Linked DNA regions of Mus musculus: all the other regions are linked to region 3. Evidence: chromatin contacts called from public HiChIP or PLAC-seq and promoter capture Hi-C data. All regions are on one chromosome and are shown on one strand. The core of a region is the stretch at or near the end of the contact, and the rest is flanking DNA. Distances in the headings are between cores, read along the strand shown.

Region 1 (6,178 bases), core at 2,354-4,853, 570 kb after region 3:
GAAGGCCGCACCAGCAGAGAAGCACAGGAGTTTGTCAAGAAACTCAAGGAGCTGGAGAAGTGCATGGAGGCGGACCTCTGAGCGCCTTGATGGTCATAGTGCCGCCCTCCCCATCTCCCTGAGGGACCCACTTTGTGCAGCAAGGGCTTCTGGGGGCCCCTCCCTCACCATGTGACCTGCCTGCTCTGGTTGGACCCTGTGGCTTCTGTCTGCCCTTGCTGTGTCTTTTGGTGTGTGCTGTGAACCCTTTGTGCCCCAGCATGCCCCACCCAGAATATGGGCAGCCAGCTCTGTGGAATTGGCCAGCATCCGCCCTGGACACAGCAGGATGGATGGGACTTGACCCTAGTGGGCGCCCCCACCCCACCCCAGAGCAGTGGTCATATGCTCTCAGGACTCTGCCCCCTAGAGGCTACTGGGTTGTACTTGGGGAGAAACATTTATGGTCATAACTAGGGAGTAGAAGCCACTACTACAAGGGTGGAGGCCAACTTTGCTGTTCACACCTTTGTAGCCATCATTCGGCTTGATGAGAAATAATCTGTGCCCCATGACAGCAGTGTCACGGGGAAGCCTCTCCTAGAGAAGGCCCTGCCCGCAGAGGGTGAGGGCAGAGTTTCCACTGCTTGCGGCTTCTCTCTCCTGGACCCGGACACTCCCCACCGCAGGTGAGCAAGGGGCCAGCGGAGGGTTACTTGTGCTCTGGTCCGGGCCTGGCTCCTGGTCCCAGGAGAGTTTCTCCCACAGTCACGGTTAGGAACAGGAATTGCCCACAGGTGGAGACCAGGCTGAAGGGCTCGATGGCTAGCTGCTCAGACATCCCTTGACGCATCTTTATATGCCCATACCAGACTTACCTCACAGGCCAGATCTGCCCGGGTAGACTTCCCCAGCGCTTAGCCACGTACAAAGCAACCCATAGCGGGGTCTCCTTGGTTTTATTGAGAGCACTAAGGCAGGACACTAAACAAGGTTGTCCCAGCAGGCCCGTCCATCCCCAGGTCCTACTGCCACTTCTGAATAATGCACACCAGCTTCAATAATATGTTTGTGACCTTCAGTCTCTCTGTCGTTTCTTGATCCCTTTCCAAATTTCAGTGGAGTCTCTGGCTTGAGCCTCTTGTTCTGGGGTCTCTTCAGCTCCAGAGTAGTTGCTGTCTCCTCCATTAGCACCAGGTCCTGGTTCCTCACACTCATCACTGTCCTCCTCAGAATCTTCACTGTGCTCCTCAGACCCATCAGTGTCATCCATGTCCTCAGGTAGCCTGGGAGTGAGATGGACCACAGTACAGCCACAGCCCTGAGCAAGGTGACCGTCCCTGTTAGGCTCGCTAGAGAAGCCCTAAAGCAGAGGCGGCTCTGAGCCCAACCCCCTTCAGCAAGCAGCTGCTTTACACTTTGTAATCACCACCAGGCCTTGTTCAAAAGGCCACACCCGCAAGGCCGGAGGAACTGGGTCAAGGTTTCAGAAGCACCTGGGGGCTCACAGGACCTACCGGGTGCTGGCCACGGGCCTGTTGAGATTCACAAACTCCCGCCCTGAGTCCACGTCAAAGGGATCTGAACACAGAAAGAGAGGGCGTGGTGGCGCACACCTTTAATCCCAGCACTCGGGAGGCAGAGGCAGGCGGATTTCTGAGTTTGAGGCCAGCCTGGTCTACAAAGTGAGTTCCAGGACAGCCAGGACTACACAGAGAAACCCTCTCCCCACCCCCACCCCCACCCCCAAAAAAAAAAGAAAGAAAGAAAGAAGAAGAGAGGAAGGGGACTTCTAAGTGATTTTCAGGCTCTAGGCTCCTAAGGCCCTGGAGGGACTTGATTGCTTCTCTGGGGCTCCCAGCCAACACCAGGACTCACCGATGTCCTCTTCAGGCGTGTCCCTGGTGCTAGCCAAGTACCCCTGTTCAGCCTGCAACACCTCCTCCGGGCCACGGCAAGCTGCGTACTTATCCAGGAGCTCCCGGTTCAGGTCCAGGAAGCCCTTGCCCCACTTAAACTTCCGAAGCAAAATGACAGCAAGGTCTGAAAAGCCTAGTGGAACAAAAACCAAAGATATGCCTGGGACACCTATAGAGAGCACAACTGCATGACCCTGCCTGCTATCTCAGGAAGCTGTCACCTCCTCTACAGTTCCCAAGGTTCCTCTCATTTGCTGAGAAACAGTCCTATTATCCTAGTCTCTGTGTCTTACGGGGTAGCCATTGGGCCCACACACCATCCAGGGAAGGCAGTGGTCCATTTTGCCTCTACCTCTGCTTCATAAGGTTAAGACTGTATGTGGGCACTGAGACTGAAGACAAAGGCTGTTTTCTAATGGCTCCCAATATATTCTCCTCACATCCCACCCCCTTGCTCAGACTCTGCCAGAAGAAACCCCAGTCTCCAGGTGAGGGAGGAGGAGGGGGCAAGCAGTCAGCCTCCAGACTGCCATTGCCAGGCTTCTGTCAGACCCAAAACTCACCTACGATGCAGAAGGCAGCAGCGAAAGCTTCCACACAGGAAAGTTTGCAGGGCCGGCCATAGTTTACAGGGTTGGCAGCTACGAGGTAAGGCAGGAGCCGCAAGTGGCTCCCTCGCATCTTCTGAAAGGGTGTGTCGTCCAGTTTGGCCCAGGAGCAGTCTATGACTGCGACCCCTGACTGTGCCACCAGCTGTCTGTCAGAGAGTGTAGGGTAGGTTCTAGGGCCCCAAATAAGGCACATCCTTGGAGACTGGCTTCACTACAGATGAGAGATCACTCTGCTATTTCGAAGTTATGGTTTATTGCAATAGTAGAAAGAACCCTTCAGGAAGCAGTTGAGGGTAGCTGGACAGTGTTTACTTTACACAACAAATGTTTCTCCTAGGCTTTCTACACTATAGCCCTGCTCTATGAAAAGGGTCAAATTAAATACAACTCTGCTCATATGAAAGATGTGGACATCCAAGACCAATAAGCAAGGCTTGAAGAAAATGATACTCCTGATACAGGGCAGTTTAACAAAGACAAGATGGTGGGAAGGGCATTCCAACCCCTCTCCGACCCCTCCCCGATCCCCAGGCCTCTGGTGTCTACCTGTCTGCCGGAGACACGTACTCAGTGCCTACTGGGCTGAGCACCAGACCGCCAAACCTTTGGCTCAGGCGCAGGCAGCGCACCAGACCCAGACGGGCCAGTTTGCGGCCCGTGCAGCGCTTGGGGTCGCAGTGACCAAGCTCCCACATAGCCAAGGCACAAGGCAGCGCCGCAGGGCCCGGGCCGCCCTGGTCCTCGGCCTCCTCGGGCTGCACGGATGCTACAAGGAGAGAGAGAAGGCCGGGTCCTCAGCGCCTGCTCCCAGGCCCGACCCGCTGCTCCGACTGCTCCAAACTCACCACGCAGCGCAGCGCCCACCTCTTCAGCGAAAGCATCCAGAGAGCGGCCAGAGGGTCGCCGAACACGACCGCTCTCTTTCCTGGATCCGCGAGCAACTTTCTTGCGGCCCATAATGTTAGATGAAATCCGAGATGAAATCCTCAGCTCCAGCGTTTGTTCAAGAGCGTGCGCGCGTGCGCGCTCGCACAGCTTCCGGTTTTGAGGGGAGTCAGTTCCGGCTGTCACTCACGTGACCGTGAGACCCTAGGAGCAATGGCGGGGCGGCTGGCTGGCTTCCTGATGTTGCTGGGGCTCGCGTCGCAGGGTCAGTGGCTCCGCGCACATAGCCCCCCGCGCGCTGGCGTCGCTCGCGCCTCCGCTCCCTACTCACCACCTCTCTCCCCGCTCCGCAGGGCCCGCGCCGGCATGTGCCGGGAAGATGAAGGTGGTGGAGGAGCCTAACACATTCGGGTGAGCGGATCACGGTCCTGCGGCTTGGGGACCGAGCCTGGCTGGCTCTTCTGACCTTCTCTGTTCCATAGGCTGAATAACCCGTTCTTGCCCCAGGCAAGCCGCCTTCAGCCCAAGAGAGAGCCTTCAGCTGTATCCGGTGAGCGCGGGAGGGTGCGGAGCTGGCCGAGGTGCTGACTGAGGGGGCCGAAAAAAGCTCTCGGTTAGGGAGGGAAGGGTGCCTTGGATGAAGGACTCATAATGTACTCGCTGAAGGGTTACGAATTCGTTTGTCAAACTTGAGTGTTTTAAATGCTCTGAAGTATATACTGGAACTGCAATCCCCTCTCGCTCCCAGGGTTGGCGATTACCTAGGGCTAAGCAAGCAAGCGCTCAAGGCTTGGGTCACATCCCTAACTTTTGTGGGGTTTTTGTTTTGTTTCGTTTTGTTTTTCGGGACAGGGTTCCTCTGTATAGCCCTGGAACTCTTTGTAGACCAGGCTGGCCCGGAACTCAGAAATCCGCCTGCCTCTGCCTCCCAAGTGCTGGGATTAAAGGCGTGTGCCACCCCCGGCTACTTTTGTGTTTTTAAGGTAAGAGTCTTTCAAAGTCTTTTATAGTAGACTCAAGCTGGCCTCCAACTTGTGGTATTAAAGCCTCTACTTTCCACAGGTGCTTAGACCAATTAGAAGCTCTAGGGATGTTGGGTATGAAGACTCAACACTCCAGGTGTATCTAGCCCTTTCTAGGTCTTACGGAGTGGAGAGGGCACCAGCACAGGAAATTTGGGACTAAGATCCTAGGAGGACTGAAAGACAAGCTGTTGGAGGTGGCTCAGGGCTGGCCAGCATAAAAGAACCTTGGCAACCCAGACACTATTGCATATGCCAGAAAGATCTTGCTGAAGGGACCCTGTTATAGCTGTCTCGTATGAGGCTATGCCAGTGCCTGGCAAATACAGAAGTGGATGCTCACAAGTCATCTATAAGATGGAACACAGGGCCCCCAATGGAGAAGCTAGAGAAAGCACCCAAGGAGCTGAAGGGGTCTGCAACCCTATAGGTGGAACAACAATATGAACTAACCAGTACCCCCAGAGCTCATATCTCTAGCTGCATATGTAGCAGAAGATGGCCTAGTTGGCCATCACTGGGAAGAGAGGCCCCTTGGTATTGCAAATTTTATATGCCCCAGTACAGGGGAATGCCAGGGCCAAGAAGCAGGAGTGGGTGGGTAGGGGAGCAGGGTGGAGGGAGGGTATAGGGAACTTTCGGGATAGCATTTGAAATATATATTTATTTATATATATATATTTATATTATATATAAATAAATATATAATATAAATATATATAAATATATATAATAATAAATTTATTTAATATTTATTTATATTGTATATAAATAAAGTATCTAATAAAAATAAATAAATAAATAAGTAGATACATGATAAAGATTCCAAAAAAAAAAAAAAAAACGTGACTAGCTGCACTCTGGGGATTTGGTGACCCACTATCTTAGGCATGTTGGGCAAGCTGGTTTGTAGATTTGATCCCGTGAAGAAGAGATAGCTCAGGGCTGCAGAGCACTTACCAGGCTCCTCTCGTAGTCAACTGTTACCATCTTCTCTCCTTTTCATAAGGTGACACTGTTTTAAGTCCTGCTACCATTACATTGTGAGGTTGTGTGAGTGTGCGCGCGTGCGTATTTGTGTATAATCGTGTGCGTGTGTATTTGTGTATAATAGTGTGTGCGCGCGCGCGTGTATTTGTGTATAATCGTAAGACTTCTCCACAGCCCTTCCAAACTAACATGTAGCTCCTTGGTTGGCCAGGAGGGGCCAGATGTTGCTAGGAACCCAGTACTGCAGATGTTTATTTTTATTCATTTAATAGCAATATTAGAAAGAAAAAGATACAGTATGCATAGACTGTCACAAGACCATTATCCCAGCACCTCAGAGGAGGATCATTAGTTCAAGCCCAGGCCTGACCTACACAGTAAGTTCCAGGACAGTCTTGGCAGGAGAGAGGATGGGGAGATAGGGAGGGGGGGTGAGAGAAACCTACTTGGTTGAAGGGCTACTCAGCCTAGGAGATGGGCTGCCTAACCTCACAGGTGTGCTCATTCACAGCTGCCTGCTGCTTCCTCGAAGCCACCCTTGGCAAGCCCGTGTTTCGGAGGAAATTGTCAGTTTCAACTACATCCATTCGTTCATAGTTACCAATCACCCTTTTTACTTTTGTGATGTTGGTTGCAAATACCCCAACTTTTATTTCTAGTTTTACTTACTTACTTACAGTTTTGCTTTTCCTAGTCAGTTTGGCTACAGGTTTATTTTTACAGGCTCAGTTTATTTTTACTTAAGCTTTTATTTTACTGGGTGTTTTGCTTG
Region 2 (6,615 bases), core at 2,475-4,974, 550 kb after region 3:
TGCAGAGACCCTGGAGTCTTTTGTTTTGCTTGGTTTTTTTTTTTTTGAGACAGGGTTTCTCTGTGTAGCCCTGGCTGTCCTGGAACTCACTCTGTAGACCAGGCTGGCTTCGAACTCAGAAATCCTCCTGCCTCTGTCTCCTAAGTGCTGGGATTATAGGCGTGCGCTACCACCACATGGCAAGACCCTGGAGTCTTACTGCTCACTTACTGGCCTGCTCCACAAAGCTTGCTCAGCTGTTCTTAGAGAACCCAGGACTACTATGGGCTGGGCCATTACCTAACAATCACTAATTAGGGAAATTGCTTGCAGGCGGCATGATCCTATGAAGGCATTTTCTTAATTGAGGCTCCCGCCCCTTCCGATGATTTTAGCTTATGTCAAGCTGACATAAAACTATATAGTATAACCTTACATCAACCAAGATCCACTGGGACTTGGCCAGCTAAAAGATGTAGCCACTGTTGTTCCCAACAACGATGGTTTGGAGCTTACTGGTTGCCCTCGCCTTCCCGGACCATCCAGCCACAGACCACAGAGGAAGCCCAAGGACACCTGGGCAGTTCAGCCGACAGTGCCCAATGACATCTGGATACGCTACATCTTTTTGACGTTGCTGGGGCCCAGTACTGACTTGGACTAATTTGAACCAGTTCCAGCAGGGAGGAGTCAAGAAATGTTAGGTTTGAGCAACTTGTCCCACCAGACCCTGACACTGAGTTGTGGATGGGGGCATGCAGTAGTAGTTCCTGAGAGTGTTAAGAGGCCTCCAGATACTGCCAGTGACATTGAGGAGTCATTGGGCCTGGCTCAGCCTAAAGGCCATACCTGAACTCTTGGAGGAGAAAGGGGGCAAATGACAGAGAGATGTAGGAGAATCTGTCTGGGTTTGTCCATCTAGGCCTCTCCCTGCCCAGGCCAGATCATCTGGGTCCTCATCCCAGGACACCCTCTAAGGAATCCTGTCTCTGGAAGGGACTGGTCCCAGAGCTGAGATGGGGGAGGAGGGTGCCTCCAAACCCAGGTCCTGCAGAGGGTGATGAGCATGTATGAACCCCATTGCACAGTGTGTGTCCTTTGTCTCCACTTGGCCTTTGACCATAGCAATGACCATTAAGGAAAACAGGCCCTGCCACACTACCCCTCACTGGACAGATGTCAAGAGCTTGTGTTCCCCAGCAGACCCTCCGAAGTCTCCCAGATGGACTCAGACCAACCGCATAGTATGCCTTGTGTTGCTCTTGGCCACGCCCTGTCCAGGGCCTGCTGCTTCTGCCGCCCCTCCAGCTTGGTCCTACAAAAATGAGCATGTGAGACAGCGGCTCTTACCCCTTGGTGGGAGAATGCTTACCTAGCATGCACAAGGCCCCGGATTCAGTCTCCACACCTGCTTAAAACCAGGAATGGTGGCACTTGCCTGTAATTCCAGCATTTAAGATCAGAAAATTAAAGTTAACCATGGTCACCTAGCAAGTTGGAAGTTTGATGCCAACCTGAGCTACATGAAAATCTGGTTTTTTGGGGTTTTTGGTTTTGGTTTTGGTTTTTGGTTTTGAGGAAAAAGAAAAAAGAAAACCTCACACCACACCTGAGCTGGCTCCAGTACCTAGACACTGACTTCAGGAAGGTCACAAAATACTTGGTGTGAGCTGCAGTTCAAGGACTGACTTGTCAGGCAGGCTATCCTGAGCCACATCTGCCTCTGAAGCCAAGTTTCTTCAGCTGCTGGATGGCTTCTGGCAAGCCTCAGGGGAAGATGGAACTCTAACCAAAGCCCCTGGTCTCTGATCCTATGAGCCATCACCGGCTCAATTCAGGAACTGATCTGAACCGCATCATAGATGCGGTCAAGCAAGGCTCTGAGGCAAGGAGAAGGGATGCAGTGCATCTGAGCCATGCCAGTCTTAGGATGAGTCACCAATGGGTTGTCACTCATTCACACACACACACACACAAAGGTCTGTGGAGCGAAGAGCCTGGGGATGACTGGACTCCTGGGGCTGGGTTTGGGACCCAGTCGGTACTGTGACTAAAAGCCTCTCTTTCCATGTTTGGATCTCAGATTCCTATCAGACAGGAGCAAATCTTAACCAACCCAGTCTCAGACGTTGGAGCCCCTGCAGTGGTGCTCCCCCCTCCACTTCCTGTTTACAGCAGGCTTTAGTTCATCCTTTTACCCCAAAGCCATTACCGTCACCATGGCAACCAGTTTCTCTCTCTCTCTCTCTCTCTCTCTCTCTCTCTCCCTCTCTCTCTCTCTCTCTCTCTCTCTCTCCCCTCCCCTGCCACTGCCACTGCCCTGTGTGTGTGTGTTCCAACAGGTTGGCAAAACATGACACAAGAGTATACTATGGGTGCATCAACTCCAGACTCTGGGAGAGGAGTTGGCTATCCCACTCCAACCCCTATCCCCTATAGCAGGACAGTGTGGGGCATAGAGTCCAGGACCTTCCCTTGCTCATCTGATATCCTGGTCCTGACAGTGGGTTTGACTTTTATCACTTTTGCCTGGCCGGACTGTGCCAAGCCAGAGGTTGACTGAGAACGGAGCATTCTGCAGGACAATATTCTGTTCTGGTGCCTGTCTTCAGTGATGGATGGAGGGACTGACAGAGATGTGAATTGGGATACAGACAGGTGACCTCACCTGTATGTCCCCTGGAATGAAGGACTATGGCCTGACTGTTGTCCCTCAGATGTTTCCTCTCCAAATCCCAGTAATGAGGAACAAAGGCCCCCCGCCCAGCACTCTGGAAAGTCTGTCGCCTCAGCAGAGATGTCATTTGCTACAGTCTGAAGTGGAGAATTTTCAGGCCTGCTTTCCTGACCCTCACACTGGTTGGAGTCCTTCCCATAAGAATGAGACCTTTAAACCGGTCAGTAGTGGGAAACTCTTGAGTTCAAGGCCAGCCTGGTCTACAGAGTGAATTTCAGGACAGCCAGGGCTACACAGAGAAACGAAAAATCAAACCAAACCAAACAAACAAAAGAATGAGACTTTTGGTATAAACTCCAAAGTGGAACTACTTAGAAGCAACATGGCCACCAGTGGTTTCCCACCGAAGTTTGTGTCAGTCTTCAGGGGCCTACTGAGCCCTGGAACAGCCAAGAACAACTCCCAGTGGGTGCTGAGAACCCACACAAAGAACCCTGTCAGGTATTTCCTCTGCCCCAGCTTCAGAGCTCGCACTTTTAGGAACTGGACAGGCAACTCATTTAACAAGTCTCCAGGTGACCTCAAGTGGTGGAGGGGGCCTTAGGAGAAGTGGGCTGGGAACAGCAGGATGTGGCTTAATGTGTGTCTTCTGCACACATTCACAGATAGCAGTGACATCACGAGATGTCCCAGGTTAATACCAGAGCTGACTTCCCTGGAAGAGAGCAGCTCCGGGTAGTACTGAGCAGCAGAGCTTTTGTGAGAGGGTTGACTTTGGATATGGCTGTACAGCACTTCAAGAAACACCAGGCACTTCGTGTTTCCTTTGGGCGACTGTTTCTTTTGGGCGACTGTAGCTTCCCTGCGGCCCTGGGAAGGAGACCCCGTGACAGCCTCCTCCCTCGGGGCAGGAGAAGGGGGGTGGGGGGACAGCTAACACAACCTGTCCCTGCACCCACCTGTAGGTTACTGAGCCCTGTGCCCAGAGCAGGGTCTCTCTGGCCACTACCGTGCTGGTAGAGACCCCCTGCCGACCCCAAACGCGCAGGGTAGGGGTGGGCAGGGCTGGAACCTCTGACCAGCAAACCAGGCCAGGCCCCGCCTCCGCCCGCCCGCGCCCCCCGCCCGCGGCGCCCGCTCTGCAGTGCTCAGTCTCCAGCGCGCGCGGCTGCTAGCGGTCGCTGTGCCTCGGTGTCCCCAGCTAGTGCGACAGCAACGCCAGCGCCAGCAGGGACCCCCCCGACCCTGTGGCCCCCGAAGCCCTGTCCACGGTGAGTGCTGTAACTCCTGCCCAATGTCGTCAGACTGCCGTCGAGGCTTAACCTGCTTTTTATCACAGACAGACAGACGGACGGACGGACGGACGCGACCGCCCCCTCGGGCTTAGCCCCACCCCCACCCCTGGCTTCTGCACTACGCTCCGGGTGGAGCACGGGAATTGCTGGCGTCAGAGGCAATGGGAAACTGAGGTCCTGGGGAAACTGAGGCCGCGCGTGCTCAGAGAGAGGGGCGGGGTCGCACGGCCGGCGTCCTAGGCTCTGAGCTAAGTAAAGGGCTACTGGAGGTCCACACTGCAGAATTCCCCGGGAGGGTTGAAGGGTGAGACCTCCAGAGCCAGAGAGTGCACACCTTCAACCTCGGTTCCCACGGCCGCCGCTGCTGAGCCACCTGACTGTAACCCTTTTTCCCAATAGAGGCCCCTGACTGAAGCGGAGCTGGGGACCTCGGAGACGCCCTACGGGGCTTCTCTGAACAGGTTGAATCCCCTCAAGGCCCCAGCGCCCGTGTCCCTACCACTTTCCGACTCCCCTCATGAGACCTTTGCCCTCAGTAACCCAAAATCCCTGCCAGGGTAAGCCTTTTTCCTCCCTAGTTACCCAGGAATTCGGGTCCCACCATTTGCCTGGGGTCTGACTGTGTGTGTGTGTGTGTGTGTGTGTGTGTGTGTGTGTGTGTGTGTGTGAGAGAGAGAGAGAGAGAGAGAGGCACAGAGGTAGAGACAGAGACAGAGACAGAGAGACAGAATCAGAGAGAGACAGAAATAGAAACAGAAAGAAAGCAAGACCAAGACCAAACTCCCTTCAGACCTCCTGCCTTCAAGGAGAAGAAGGTAACCTCAATAGAACAGGGGAGGGTAACCACAGCCTCCCCCGCCCCTATCATCAAAAACAGCCGATCAGGAGCAACTAACTCAACAGAGACAGGTAAGTAGCAGGTAAGACTCCAGGGTAGAGTGAACCAGTCTCCATCTGTAGGCCTGGAGAGCATCCATCCACAGAGAGCACAGTGCAGATCTCCCCCTACACACCCCTACACTCCCTGTGACTCAGGGAGGGATGAGCTTGCAAACAGAATGTGTAACAGGTAGACCACCTGAGGACTGGAGGCTGAGCTACTGAGGCCGGCCGTGGAGAGGTCCATAGGCACTACCCCACTCAGCACCCTTGTGTTTGCTGTGGACTGGAAGCCCAGAGAGACCCCTCCAGCCCTTTGCCCTTAAATTCTCTGCCTCACTGCCCCACAAGACCTTTAAAGGGCTGTCTGGTAGGTGACAGCTTGGTGAGAGTCCTAGGTTAAACCCTGCCTCTGTACAGCTTGCCGGCATCTTGGACTGAGAATGAAGTGACCCTAGCTTTGGACAGGCTCCCTCCCGTTCATATGGCAAGAGCTTCCTGGCGGATAATTCCTTTGCTTAGTGGGCAGCTGGGAGCTATGACTCTGACCCTACTGGGTGACTGAGCAGGCCTATGGGCACATCTGGCTGCACTATCCGAGCCTAGGAGGGACAGTGAAATACAGGACAGCGTCTGAGCTGTTCCTACCAGAGAGACTGGGGTGCAAAGTGGGCTCTTGGGGGTATCTTTGCCCATAGCTCACTGCTATCCCCTACAGGCCGAGGTTTCCAGAAATCCGCAGGCAGTCGTCAAGCCCACAGGCTTTCGAAGGCGGAGGTGAATGATGGGGTTCACCTGGCTGGCCCCGGTCAGAGGCCTCTATGACCGACATCTCTTGGGGTCTAAGCTGTTGGGTCAGAGAAAAACTAACAGCTGCTGAAGCAGCCCAGGGTTTCCAAGGGGACCAGAGCTGTTTCTGAGCACCCAGATGAACCATCTCTCACAGAGACTGGCTCTGATATCCTGCTGTTAGCCTCAACCTAGCAACAGACTCGGGGTAGGGGGGTAGAGCTGAACCCAAGCGCAGGGCATCCCAGGAAAATATAATAATGTTTGCACAGCAGAGCCTTAAATCTCAGGCTACCACCTGCCGGTGGTGACCCTGGGCATGCTCCCAAGCCCACACCTGTCTCCTTGTTTGAGGCAGGGCAGTGGGGTGCACGCCACCTTCGCTCCAGCGCTGTCAGCTTACTTTGCTTCTGCGTCACATTTTTCTCTAGGACTGCAAGCCCCCATGGCCCCGTCACACATAGATGCGGCTGGTGGTTGCCTTGGCAACAGCTCAAGAAGCGGCTGCTTTCCTGGCTTGGGGCGCAGGGGGAGCGCAAGGGGGAGCAGCTCTCCTTTTAGTTGGGGGGAGCTGGGCTTGTGACACCTGGGACCTCAGGACAGGCTGGCTATGTGTGGCAAAAGCTTACTGGGTCCCCACATTTGAGAGGTTTGTGGGGCTTCTCCTCAGCGTGCAGAGCCACCTGGCCTCCATCACCTCTGCAGCTGTGGGGGCTCATCAGATAGGAACTCGCAGGAGCAAAGGGGTCAGGATGCAGCACAGCGGAGGACTGCTGAGCCAGTGGGGATAGTGGAAATGGAGGGAGGGTGAAGAAAGGGCTTCTTGCCACAGAAGGCTCCCTAGCAGAAAGAAGCTGCATCCTCTGACTGCCGGAGACCCTGGGCCAGGAGCAGAACCTGCCTCGGAATCCATTTCCTGTCTTACGCCATGGAAATGACAGTCTCCCCTTGCAACTGGGTAGACGGGTACCAATGTCCTGTAGTGGATGGCAGGCA
Region 3 (5,958 bases), core at 2,656-5,155:
GGTCTGCTCCCAGGTATCGTTCTATAGCCCAGGCTGGCCTTGTATTTACAGCCATCCTACCTCTCTGGGATTACAAATATGTACTGCCATGCCTAGCTAGAGCTCCTTAATGATGCTGCAACTCCTGCTTCCTAGGAGGGGGGTGGGGGGATGGATCAGTGGCCAAGTGACCCAGGTTGTCTCTCCCTTCACGGACAAGCACCTCAGGAGCTAATACTGAGGAGAGGCCTTCTGGAATGATGTCCGAACTGGCACAGCACTCAGCCCCAGGCCCAGTATGTCCTGTGCTTGGTTTGGAGTAGAATTCTGGGTCATCTCTAGACTGCAGGGGAGCTTGAGATGGGACTCCCTAGGTCCATCCTGGGCTAGGAAGGGACAGTGACAACTTCCTCAGCTGCTGTGTCTTCATCAGCCCGTCTCATCAAGGTGCTCTCCGGGAGCACTGACTGTAGTCTTTGCCCTCTCTAGAGGACTCATTGTGGACATAAGGAACATGGAGGGTACAATGGGTCTCCTGGGAAAGTTCCAGTACTTGGTGATTTCCAGATTGGCATTCCACAGAGTCTGATGCTGAACCACGAGGACTTGCCTCTTTTGTATATCCAGTCATCAAAAGAGTCTCCTGGCCTCATCTCCATCCATTCCTCCTTCCCTAGCCAGACCCCTGCTCTTCATTCTCCCACCCCCCCTCACCTGGACAAGTGGCGGTGCCCTGCTTGTCTCATAGGCTTTCTCAGTGCCGAGCTTGCTGCCTGCCTCCATAGATAGGATCCCCTAGTACTCTGAAAAAGCACCTCCAGGTGTCACCTGGAGATGTCATCACTGTTTCTACCCGTGGCCTGGTAACTCCTTGAAGACAAATAGCACCATGAGTGTGTGGCTTCTGGGTACTGCTGAAGGAATGGACAAGAAATGGTCACCTGAACCATTCAGGTTCAGGGGTGCAGCTGCCCGAGGCTGAGAGCCTTGGCTGGTTGGCGGGGCAGGAGAAGCACAAGAATTTAACTCCGGGTATGCTTGTGGTCAGCATTTGTTCAAAAGAAATAGATTGGTGCCAGCACCTAGCTCCCCAGACCCGCTGATCTTGAGGTGCAGGTACTCAGGGAGAGGAGATCTTTTGGCTAAGTCCCTCTTCTGGGGTTTCATGGCTAAGGAATCTGACTGGCTGACCCCCAAAATCTGACCTGATCCTAGGAAAAAGAGACAGGAGTCACCAAGGAGATGCCTTCCTCCAACATCCCTGCCTCATGACTTCCTAGAGCACCACCGTTCAAAACAAGCCTCAGAAAGGGATGGATCTTTCTGATGCTGCAGAGAACTGCCACTTGTCCCAAGACCCCAAAGCACTCAGACTAGGAACACATCTGTTGTACCTTGTGTCTTTTTCTTCTGCCTCACTGGGTCCTGTGTTTTCCTATGATTTGACTAGTGGCCTCTGCACACAGCTATCTTCCAGCGGGGTCACTGCTGTTACCCTGAAATCTTAAAGACCGCCAACTACACACTCACCAATGTCTCACCCGTCATCTCTCTCAGTCTAGGGACTCTTTCCCTGAGTCTGTGCACAGGTCAGGATGAAGGCCACCTTGGAGGCTGGCTTCTGGCCTGCATAGCACCTGCCCTGATCAGCTCCTCAGGTTTGAAAAGGACAACCAAAACACCCATCTCCAGTTCAGTCTGTAGTGGCAGCCCCGTGGCCTGGGGTGACGACCAGGGTATCTGAGATTGGGGGCACAGAGCAGGCAACATGTTCTGTGACAGTGCTGTGACTCAGGCACATTCACATCCCTGCCACTTTGCACGTGTCAACCACAGCACTTTTCTTCCACCCCCTGCTGGAGCTGCCTCTGGGGTGTGTGTGTGCCAGGGACTTGGGGATAGGGAGACCCTTGGCCCAGGAGGTAAACAGACCCAGGTTGAACCTAGGTCAATGCTCCAGAAGATCAAACTAATGCTCTGTGACCAAACTAAGGGCAAATAGTCACGACAGGCTTCATCTTATCACGCCCCCCCTCCCGCTGTTCTGTAGAATATGAGACCTTCAAAACCCAAGGCTCCTTTAGACACCTGCCAAGTGAGGCCCACCTGCACTCTCTGCAGCCAGTTTGGCCATCTGACCACTAATGGGGACAGTTCAGGGCTGCTCACTGACCTCCTGACCTTGCTTTGCTGCCTTCCCCCCCCCCCCAGTGCCAGTCCCGGAAGGTTCATCAGTGACTCTCAGAGGTGAAGGCTTATGGTCAGGAAGGTTGAGTGATGCCCACCAGAAGCCCCTTCTAGTGCCTCTGAAATAGAGAGCCCAATCTCTCAGGGCTACCTAGATGCACTTGTTTTAACTTCATCAGTGCGAGACGGGACCTGTTCAGGTGTATTTGGGAGAACAGGTGAGTGCATACGTGTCCTGGACTTACAGTATGGGTGACTGGGGAGGCAAATAGTGAGGGTGGCAGGAAATGAGGCTGCTGAATCTTGGGCTATCTCAACATCACCCACGTTTTCAACCTTGACTTTCCCTCTCTTCTCCCAATGGCTCCCAGCCCGGCCCTCAGGCCACGTCTAGGCAGGAAATCGAGGCTCCACCATGCCTCTGACCTGATCTAGGCAGCCCCTAATCATCCAGGCTCCTGTCCCAACACCGGCCCCCCCCCCGCCCCTCCCCCCTGCTGCGATGAGGCTGCTGTCCAGCACTTCATCAAAGTGTTGGGCTGGAACAGAGGGTCCCGTGTCCCGAAGGGGCAGCAGGGAGGCCTGAGAAGACCCTGGTCAGTGGGCCCTGGGACAAGATGGCAGTGGAAGTCGGGCCTCCAGGAGGGAGCAGGTGAAGTGGCATCTGCCATCTGCTCCTGGGAGGTCAGCTGCTGGCTCGGGCTGGGAGGGGCTAGCAGGAGGGCTGCTAGGCCAGATCCAGGCCTCAACAGTGCAGCCTTCTCTCCTGGGATGACGGGTGGGGAGGATCCCCCACTGACTAACATCCTAGAAGGACATGGAAGCCCTGCTCAGCAATCTCAGGATGCCCATTCCCCATTTTGAAGCCTTCCAATCTTGGCCAAGGCCCATTTTCTTTTTCTAGAACCAAAGACATGCCAGCCCACTCCCTGGTATAGAGCTGTGGGCGGCAGCTCTATACCAGCTCATGTCCAGAAGGCGTCCAGGACCCCTAGGCCACATATCCACATGGCTCCTCCCTTTTAATTGTATCAACACCTGTCACGTCCTCCAGTCCGCCGGAGGCTCATAGGGCTGGAGTGGGGAGAGCCCAGAGCCAAGCCAGAAGGAGTGGGGGCTGACGGCCTGCAGTTCCGCGTCCTCGCAGCCACCGTGCTTCCTCTCAGCAATTCCGTGGTACGGAGATACAGCCTGACCGCGCTGCCGGTAGCGAGCGGGGCGCAATCAGGCCGGCCACTAGGGTTAGGGGCTGCGGAACCGCTGGCTCAGCGGCCGAAGGGTGAGGTGGGGAAGGGGCTGCGATTACGTAAGCCCTGCTCAGGCGGCGGCGGCCGCGGCGCAGTCCCAAGTCCCCACCCCGCCCCCTCCTCATTGTAGCCTTCGCGGAGGCAGTGGCTCGACCTGGACCCTCCCCTCCCCGCAGCCTGGCCGCGCGCGCACACACACCTTACCTCGGCCAGGGCTTCTGGCTCATGCCACGCTGTCCGCCGGGCGACCTCGCGTCATGGGGAGCTCAGCACCCGAGCCGCCTAGCGCGGAGGCGGCCGAGGTGCTGGACTGGCTAGCAGGGCCCGACTGCGCCCCGCGCCCGGCGCCCCGCGCCAGGGCCCTCTCCGCAGAGTTCCGAGCGGAGCTCCCCGGTGGGAGAGGATCTGCCGCCCTGAGCCTCCCACCGGGGAGGCTGAGGCTGTGCCCAGATAAATAAGGCCGCTTTGCAGGGAACCCGGCGGGCGCCTCCTCCCTCCCCTTCCCCTCCTCCCTGCGCTCCTCCTCCGCGCTCCTCCCCGCGCTCCTCCGCGGCCGCCGCCGGCGCCGCGCGTGCCCCCCGCCCGGCCCTAAGAGCCGCGCCCTCGCGCGCTCCCGGCGTCCGGACCAATCCGGGTTCTAGAGCCAGGCTGAGGTGTCGAGAATCCCCAACCCCGCCCCGCTCCTCTCCGCGCGCTCCCGGTGCGGTACCGACGGGCACGCGCCAGGCGGCAGCACCCGCTCAGCGGCCGGTGTTCGCACAATAACAAACCCCGTAGGCCGCGCGGCCGAAGAGCAGCTTCGAGTGTCCCATCTGCACAAAGTGGTGGCGACCCAGAATCTTGCCAGCTGAGGAGAATTGCGGTCCTTGGCGCGAGCGGTTGGCAGTGGGGTTCCGGATCCTGCGCAGATGCAACTGGCCCTATGTGCCCTTGCTTGGATTGCCACCTGTGAGGGCGAGGAAAGAGAAGCCGAGTGGAGACATCGACATCGTCGCACCTCCACACACACACACACACACCCTCCTTATGGCCCCTAGGATTCATATCCCTTCCGATCCTGTTGCGAGTCAGGCAGAAGAATCCCTGTTCTGGGTGACATAGTCACACACTTGCAAGCAAGTGACTAAAGCAAGCGTCAATGAAAACACAAGACAGTGGAGTGATAGTGGGGAGGGGTTACTTCTGACAATGTCACAAATGATCTGAGACGCCCTCTCTGTCCCCATAGCACTTGGTAGGAATGGTTCGAGAATCGACCTGCCTTATGGAGTTCCACAGGTTCGCTCTGAGATGAAGTAGAGGTCAGGTGGTGGCAGCCTGTATGGACCAGGGAGGGTGGTTTGTGTAAAAGGACCCATTAAGGGCTGCTGGAGAGCCAGACCTCTCAGCAGGCTAAAGGGACCCCAATCTGGGTCTCTCTTGAGACCAGAAACAGCAGATGTTGGGACAGCAGAGTAGCGTCTTGGAAGAGAAGGAGCTTCAGGGTGGAATGTCCTCAGATGAGACCAACTGCTGTGGAGATGGGAGGTCTGTCTCCTGGGAATGATGTGAGGCCTAGGGGCAATAAGAAAGGGAAGTAAGCTGTATCCTAGCTGGTGTGTGTGTGTGTGTGTGTGTGTGTGTGTGTGTGTGTGTGTGTGTGTGTGTGGTGTATGATCATATATGTGAAGGTGCAAATAGAAGTTAGAGGGCAGTCTCAGGTATTTCTTAGGCAGTGTGTGTGAGTGAGTATATGTGTGTGTGTGTGTGTGTGAGAGAGAGAGAGAGAGAAAGAGAGAGAGAGAGAGAGAGAGAGAGAGAGAGAGAGAGAGAGAGAGAGAGAGAGAGGAGAGAGAGACTGATATTAGAATCCTCTTCTACCAGTCTTTAAAAAAATTATATATTTTATGTATGTGAGTATACCATGGCTATCTTCAGACACACCACAAGAGGGCGTCAGATCCCACTACAGATGGTTGTGAGCCACCAGGTGATTGCTGGGATTTGAACTCAGGACCTTTTGCTCAGGTTAAGCAGTCAGTGCTCTTAACCACTGAGCCATCTTGCCAGTCTGTCTTCTACCACTCTTTACCCTGTTTTGTCTTTTCTTTTTTTCTTTTCTTTTTTTTAATGGTTTTAGAGCTTTATCGTTAAAAGGAAGGGAGAAAGAGAGGAGGTAGAAAGAGGGAGAGAGAGCGGCCATGGCCACATAAAGAGAGGGGGAAAAAGAGAGAGATGGAAGAAGGGCTAGAGAGTAAAGTAAAAAAGGGTGAGAGCTTGAAGAGCTATCCTGATTTTTCTTTTCTTTTCTTTTTTGAGACATTTATACTGGACTGCCTGACCCACAGGTCCCCAGGACCCTAATCCTCAGGCAGGCACTTTACCCACAGAACTACCCCTTAGCCTGTATCACCCACTCCCCCCCCCCACTTCCTTTTTCTCTTTCTTTCTTTTTTCTTTTTTTTTTTTTTTTTTTCCCTCTTGTGTGCATTCTCTCACTGGTTTGGAACTGACTGAGTAGGCTGGGCTGGCTGGCTACTGCTCCTAGAGGTCACCTGTGTCGACT
Region 4 (6,334 bases), core at 2,769-5,268, 600 kb after region 3:
AGTGCTGATTAACTGATTGATTGATTACTTATTAATTTTGAGATAGGGTTCTACCCTATGGCCTAGGTTAGCCTTGAACTCATGAACCTGACTTGGCCTACCAAGTCCTGGGATTTGGGGTTACAGTCATGGATTGCGTTGCCTTGCAATGGTCACCATCCTTTTATGGCGTAAGGAAACACAAATGATCTTGAGTCATTGGGGCAGCTGTATCAAGACAAAAATTTGTTTCCTAAAACAGACAACTTAGTCCGAACTAACATAGAAAAGCTAAACTGGTTAGGGAAGAGGCCTTGAGGTTAAGGGCACATGAAGCCCCCATCACAGGACCAGGGTATTGCTAGGGAGCTTTAGTGAACACAGACAGGTTGTATTCTCAGATGGGAGGCTCCCCAGAGCCACTGATGTCCACTCTAATAAACAAGCTAGGCTCGTGAACATGGGAGGATGGGCTAAACAGTGCCCCTTAAATCCACATGTGGGAACCCTTATGACCAAGACATCTGGGTGTAACCTAATCTGGACCCAAGAATCTTTACAGACTCAGTAGGTTATAATGAGATCACTGTCCTTGTAAGAGATGAGGACAAAGGCATGTGCCAAGGGATAACCCTGTGAAGCCAGTGAGTACACATGTCTGTGGGCCCAGGAGAGGCCCCAGGCCTGACCCCACCTTTAGCTCAGTCTCTAACCTCAAGGAATTGGAAATAAGAGTTCTTTTGCAGGCTGATGAGATGGCTCAGCAGTTAAAAGCACTGACTGTTCTTCCAAAGGTCCTGAGTTCAAATCCCAGCAACCACATGGTGGCTCACAACCACCCATAATGAGATCTGACGCCCTCTTCTGGTGCATCTGAAGACAGCTACAGTGTACTTATCTATAATAATTAATAAATCTTTGGGCCAAAGCAAGCAGGGGCCTAGCAAGTGGGGCCGACTGGAGCAAGCAGAGGTCCCAACGACCACATGAAAAGGCTTACAACCATCTGTACAGCTATAGTGTACTCCTATACATAAAAATAAGTAAGTCTTGCCGGGCGTGGTGGCGCACGCCTTTAATCCCAGCACTCAGGAGGCAGAGGCAGGTGGATTTCTGAGTTCAAGGCCAGCCTGGTCTACAAAGTGAGTTCCAAGACAGCCAGGACTATACAGAGAAACCCTATCTCGAAAAAAACAAAACAAAACAAAACAAAACAAAACAAAACAAAACAAAAAAAGTAATCTTAAAATAAAAAAAAAGAGAGTTCTGCTGCTCAGGCCTCTGCCTGAAACACTTGGCTACAGTCGCTGCAGCTGACTCAAGGGCCTATATTTCCCAGAGAAAAAAAATGCTACAAGGCTTTGATTTTGTTTTCAAGGTAGGTCACAATTTTCAGGGTGAGGGGAGTGGGGAACCACAGGGTTTCTTTGTGTCCTGGAACGAGCTCTGCAGGCTGGCCCTGAAGTCACAGAGATCTGTCTGCTCTGCTTCCCAAGTGCTGGGATTAAAGGCGTGTATCACTGTCACCACCAGTCTTAAGTATTTTGAACAGTAAAACAAAGGACACATGAATATGAGCAAAAGAAAGAAAACAATTACAGAACAAGTAGGCAGTGGGACTGGGGGCTTAACTCAGCAGTAGAGTGCGGACACAGAAAGGCCTAACAGAAAGCCATGCGATGCTGTACCTGCTTGCTGTCCTCAGTAGCTTTCTGGCTTCCTTCAGAGGGGGAGTCTTTCCTTTTGGCCTGCAAATAGAAGACCCGCTCAGGTTAGAAAGGCAAGGAGACATCTCCTGAAAACACATAGGCCTACACTTTGTTTACAATTTAGAAAATGCTGGAGCTGGTGTGCTGGACTGGGCTTGTAATCCCATTACAAAGGAGACTGAGGCGGGCAGATCGTTGAGTTTGAGGCCAACCTAGGTCATAGAATAAGACCTCATCTCAAAAAAAAAAAAAAAAAAAAAAACCAAAAAACCAAAACAATAACCAACAACCCTACAAAACACTGAGAAAGTGTTTACACAGTTCCTGTTCACTGGTACCCAAAGCTCTTCCCACATTTGGATCACTCAGGGAAAGACAGGCCTTGACACATGTACCAAGCCAAGGAGTTATTCAACAAAATGGCCTGGGTGTGTACAGGTCTCTTTTTTTGTTTGTTTGTTTTTTTCGAGACAGGGTTTCTCTGTATAGCCCTGGCTGTCCTGGAACTCACTTTGTAGACCAGGCTGGCCTCAAACTCAGAAATCCACCTGCCTCTGCCTCCCAAGTGCTGGGATTAAAGGAGTGCGCCACCACCGCCCGGTGTGTGCAGATCTCTTGCTTGACCCAAACAGCACCAAGGCTAAGTCTGTTCAGAATTGCCCAAGGGAGGTTGTGGTGGTTTGAATAGGTTTAGCCTCATAGACTCATGTTTGAAAGTCTGGCTATAGGGAGTGACACTACCAGGAGATGTGGCCTTGTTGGAAGAAGTATGTCACTTTGTGGGAGGTCTGCTCTGCTCAGGCTACACACAGGGTGGAATCTAGTCTACTCGTGGCTGCCAGCCGATCAAGATGTCGAATTCTTAGCTACTCTAGCACCATGCCTGTCTGCACACCGCCATGGTCTTGCCATGATGATAATGAACCTCTGAACCTGTAAGCCAGGTCCAATTAAATGTTGTCCTTTGTAGTGTTGCCTTGGTCATGGTGTCTCTTCACAGCAATGAAACCCTAAGACAGGCCCAGCTGTGCCTCCTTGAAGGAGAAGAGCTCCCAGCATTTCAAGTGGCCCTGTGAGGGTTTTGTGACAATTCCAAGAGACGTGGAAAGTTCTGAGTATAGAGTGCCCGCAGGGTTCCAGGCCCAGAGCAGGAAAGAATGTAGAGATGACTCATCCACAGGCACTCCTCCACCCTCACTCAGAGAGAGAGGGACTCTCGGGAGAGCTCACTGACACCAGCAACAGAGCATCACAGACTGGGGCCTCCTGAGCCGAGAGCAGCAGAGGATGCCTGCCATACCTAGAACACATATGGAGCCTGCCCTACCAGCCAGAGAAGACCATCCTAGGCAGAAGGGCCAAAGAACAAAAGTGACTAAACCCTAGACCACAAAGAAACACCTACAGAACCTCAGGAGCCCTAACAGACTCAGGGTCCAACAGTGGCTTAGCAACCAAGTGCAGCGACACCCTGACTGCATGAGCTGAGCAGAGCGGCTCTGTTCAACTAATTCAGGGAGACTTCTTTTTTTCCCCTCATTTTTAATAGTTTGTTTTTGTTTTGTTTTGTTTTAAGACAGGGTTTCTGGAACTCACTTTATAAACCAGGCTGTCCTCAAACTCAGAGACCTCCTACCTCCACCTCCTGAATGCTGGGCATAAACCACACTGCCCAGCAACCTCAGGACTACGTCAATGTCACACAAACTGTTTAGAACCAAATGCTATTTTAAATCCGTTTTTGAACATCCTGTCCCTATCCTGGGATGGCTCCCCAGGGACCTACTCTAGTGGCTGACTCTGGCACGAACAGGAAGTGACTTCTCAGTCCGAGAACGATCCATCCTCATCACACCCATCAGATACAGGACGCCCCTCACCCAAAGCATGGGGATGCCGAGTAACAGACTGAGATGCTGCATCAGATACCACTTGTTGATGACCTCCAACTGCCTAGGACGGACAGCCCAAGGGATCTGCCAAGTCGAGGGCTGGCAAGGCACCAGATGCCCGCTAAGGCCGAATCCCACAAAGCAGTGCAGCAGGGGCATGATGTCCTGCTCCAGCCCAGGCAAGACTTTTCTAGACTATCTGAGGAGGAATCACAACTCCACATGTAGGCTGCTTTCAGCCACACCACCCAAACCTCACCCCATGCCTGTCCCCTCAGTGGGACTGATCCAAGCAGTGTCCACTTACACTTCCAGGCTGGCTGCTATAAGCTGAGGTGCTGTTGGAACTGAGATCACGGCAGCTCCACTCGTTCACCATAGCCAGGCTCTCTGCCAAGAGAAAAAAAAGAGAAACTGGCACTGAGGGGCCGCCAGCTGGCCCACAGGACAGGTGGAGAGGACCGGTTGATGTTGTAACCACTTCCCTTGTTCTGGGTGGCAGGCCAGCCCACACAGAGCCATGAAATTAAAATAAAAAATTCTTTTTTGCTGGGTGGTGATGGCGGCGGTGCACGCCTTTAATCCCAGCACTTGGGAGACAGAGGCAGGTGGATTTCTGAGTTCGAGGCCAGCCTGGTCTACAGAGTGAGTTCCAGGACAGCCAGGGCTACACAGAGAAACCTTGTCTCGGAAAAAAAAAAAAAAAATTCTTTTTAGGGGCTGGAGAGGTGGCTCAATGGTTGGTACATCTGTTTTAAGGTGTGTATTCTGTGTGGATGTGTGCATGTGAGTACAGGTGCTCCGGGGGTCCCTGAGTGTGCATTTGATTCCCTAGCGGTTGTGGGTGCTGGGAATTCAGCTCTCGACTCTGCAAGAGCAATGCATGCTCTTAACTACTGAACCATCTCTCTAGCCCCAAATAGTGCTATTTGGGTTCAATCATTTTTAACATGAACAACAACATGTCAAGTGTGATCAGAAACAGCTGCCACTCCAACTGGAACAGAAAATGAAGTCTGAGCTTGCAACTGCTTTATAACCACCAGAACTCAGACTCCTGAGCTGGGGGAGCAGCTTTAGAGAATCAATTATGAGCCTATGTGACAATAAATGACCGTAGGGTCTGAGGCCAGCTGGCCAAGCCCAACTAAGGATCTTGGCACCTCTAGCTACAGGGACAGAAAGTGACTCTACAAAGCCACTGACACTCAGTCCCAGCAGGACAGCAGCAAAGCAGGTGAGCACGAGAATGACAACAGATCCGTATCCCCAGGAGGCAGGTGGGACCTAGGAGGCCGGGGACAGGGGTCCTTTCAAGCATCACAGGTCTAGTCTGTCCCAGGTGCAAAGGGCAAGGCAGGTCCAGCCATGAGGCATGAGCCCTCCCCTCTCCCTGCCCCCACCCCAGCCATCTCAACGGGCATTATATACAGGATTCCCAGACATGCCTAGTCCCAGGTCACTGTGAGACTGTGGAGCTGCTGAGTGAGCTCCTTGGCCACATGGTGGCTGAGGTGCCCCCTCCCCCACACCCCCCTGAAGATCGTCTACTTACTCTCAGTGTGTGCAAAGGCACAGAAAGGGCCCCGAGGGCAGTAGCCAGTTTGGCGCATATCGTTGCATTTTGTAGATTTGTAGATCTAGGAAATCAGACAAAACATGGTGGCTTAGTGATCTGTTTTCTATGAAGCGCAGCTGGCCGCTTAGAACACCGAAGCAAACAGAGTGAGTGAGCACTTCCCAGCTGCAGAACAAATCTGCAGTGTCTCCAAAAGCTCATGAAGGCCTGGCTCTTAGACCAGAAGATGCTGGACCGGTGACAAGGCAGGGCCTAGTGCAAGGCCCCTGTAACTATGAGATATGCTTGTGATCATGACTGGGAACCTCCAAATCTTTGAGCTACACAACCCTTTCCTTTCTAGTGATAGACAGATGGCCACCATACCATTTGCCCCTAGATGCCCTTGGTCCTAAAAACCCTCCGCTCTGCAAAATGTATTGGTCAGAGCCAAGTCTGTCTGTCAGACCGCCAGGCAAAGACTACTTGACACTCTGGAAAGGTGTCTGTCTGGTAGACAGCAGAAGCTCGAGCAATGCCTGTTCAATGATAGGTGCTTATACAAGCACCTATCTTACGACCAGACTGCCCACTACTTCACCATGGGGACCTGGGAAAGAACGAAGACAAGACTGGCACCCAGGAGCCAACATTCCCTAGATACCAAAACAACACTACCCACTCAAAAGGCTCAGGGAGGGCATGACAACAGCCCCTGCACTAGCACACTTATGCCTGCATACAGCTATGCCCTTCAGTTCCACTAGCCTAGCCCCACTACCTGCAGACTTAGATGCCCAAGGACATTTTGTCTGCTTATTCATTCTTTTATTAATTAATGTATTTACTTTACATCTAGATTGCAGCCCTCTTCAAACATCTCCTCCCCCTACTTTTTCATTTTAATTCAAATCTGAATGCATTCTGTTTGGATGACTGAGCAGCCAAGGGGAACTCATAAGGAATGGGCCAAACACCTATCTAGAATATTCCACAGGACAGTCCTTCCCATCTATGTGGTGACCTTTGAACCCCTGAACATCCTCACTACTGAAAGTCTGTTGCTCAGGGACAGGCAGTTTACTCACATAGCACCCAGGCTGGAGCTGTGGGCTACACTCGATCAGCTGGACCTCAGTAGGTACTAGAAATAGGGCAGCCAGTGCCAGGGGAGTGGTGGGAACTCTCTAGTGACA

Evidence for each region. Promoter capture Hi-C pulls out the DNA fragments that hold promoters and counts their contacts. HiChIP or PLAC-seq counts read pairs in DNA pulled down with a chosen protein or histone mark.
Region 1: a contact with region 3 is called in an H3K4me3 HiChIP or PLAC-seq map of bone marrow-derived macrophages, with 4 times the contacts expected there. The contact joins the promoter of Gnptg here to the promoter of Fbxl16 in region 3. A contact is called at or near these places in 9 of 39 promoter capture datasets (the 3T3-L1 cell line, the HPC-7 cell line, embryonic stem cells and 5 more), 2 of 484 Hi-C or Micro-C datasets (the AML12 cell line and cortical neurons), 4 of 115 datasets of contacts at active chromatin or transcription factors (bone marrow-derived macrophages, embryonic forebrain and pancreatic cancer cells) and 1 of 9 other capture datasets (embryonic stem cells).
Region 2: a promoter capture Hi-C map of liver shows a contact between it and region 3, with 6 times the contacts expected there. The contact joins the promoter of Baiap3 here to the promoter of Fbxl16 in region 3. A contact is called at or near these places in 6 of 39 promoter capture datasets (embryonic stem cells, hematopoietic stem and progenitor cells, hippocampal neurons and 2 more), 2 of 484 Hi-C or Micro-C datasets (the AML12 cell line and cortical neurons), 4 of 115 datasets of contacts at active chromatin or transcription factors (SST interneurons, bone marrow-derived macrophages and embryonic forebrain) and 2 of 9 other capture datasets (embryonic stem cells and macrophages).
Region 4: a contact with region 3 is called in a promoter capture Hi-C map of hippocampal neurons, with 3 times the contacts expected there. The contact joins the enhancer-like site here to the promoter of Fbxl16 in region 3. A contact is called at or near these places in 9 of 39 promoter capture datasets (the 3T3-L1 cell line, the C10 cell line, embryonic stem cells and 4 more), 4 of 115 datasets of contacts at active chromatin or transcription factors (the 230-238 cell line, embryonic stem cells and pancreatic cancer cells) and 1 of 9 other capture datasets (liver).

What each region holds. Positions count from the first base shown.
Region 1 is chr17:25,237,541-25,243,718 of GRCm38.p6, reverse strand. Gnptg (N-acetylglucosamine-1-phosphotransferase, gamma subunit) reads left to right here and starts at 3,603. Exons shown (of 11, transcript NM_172529.3): 1 at 3,603-3,659; 2 at 3,748-3,805; 3 at 3,877-3,944. The coding sequence starts at 3,608. It overlaps Tsr3 (TSR3 20S rRNA accumulation), which reads right to left and starts at 3,549. Exons shown (of 6, transcript NM_026676.3): 1 at 3,355-3,549; 2 at 3,056-3,275; 3 at 2,462-2,655; 4 at 1,858-2,031; 5 at 1,497-1,560; 6 at 920-1,265. The coding sequence starts at 3,466. The coding sequence ends at 1,058. Baiap3 (BAI1-associated protein 3) reads left to right here. Exons shown (of 34, transcript NM_001163270.1): 34 at 1-1,060. The coding sequence ends at 81.
Region 2 is chr17:25,253,473-25,260,087 of GRCm38.p6, reverse strand. Baiap3 (BAI1-associated protein 3) reads left to right here and starts at 3,724. Exons shown (of 34, transcript NM_001163270.1): 1 at 3,724-3,927.
Region 3 is chr17:25,807,046-25,813,003 of GRCm38.p6, reverse strand. It overlaps Fbxl16 (F-box and leucine-rich repeat protein 16), which reads right to left and starts at 3,905. Exons shown (of 6, transcript NM_001164225.2): 1 at 3,618-3,905.
Region 4 is chr17:25,208,440-25,214,773 of GRCm38.p6, reverse strand. Unkl (unkempt family like zinc finger) reads right to left here. Exons shown (of 15, transcript NM_001197024.1): 7 at 5,136-5,220; 8 at 3,888-3,970; 9 at 1,668-1,727. Among named protein-coding and RNA genes, the nearest start is that of Gm52286, 22 kb to the right of the region's middle. Within about 2 kb of position 4,018, at least 84 of the 459 cell types and tissues checked have an H3K27ac peak or open chromatin away from gene starts, as enhancers often do. A contact at or near this core is called in the 230-238 cell line, hippocampal neurons and pancreatic cancer cells, where this site is marked.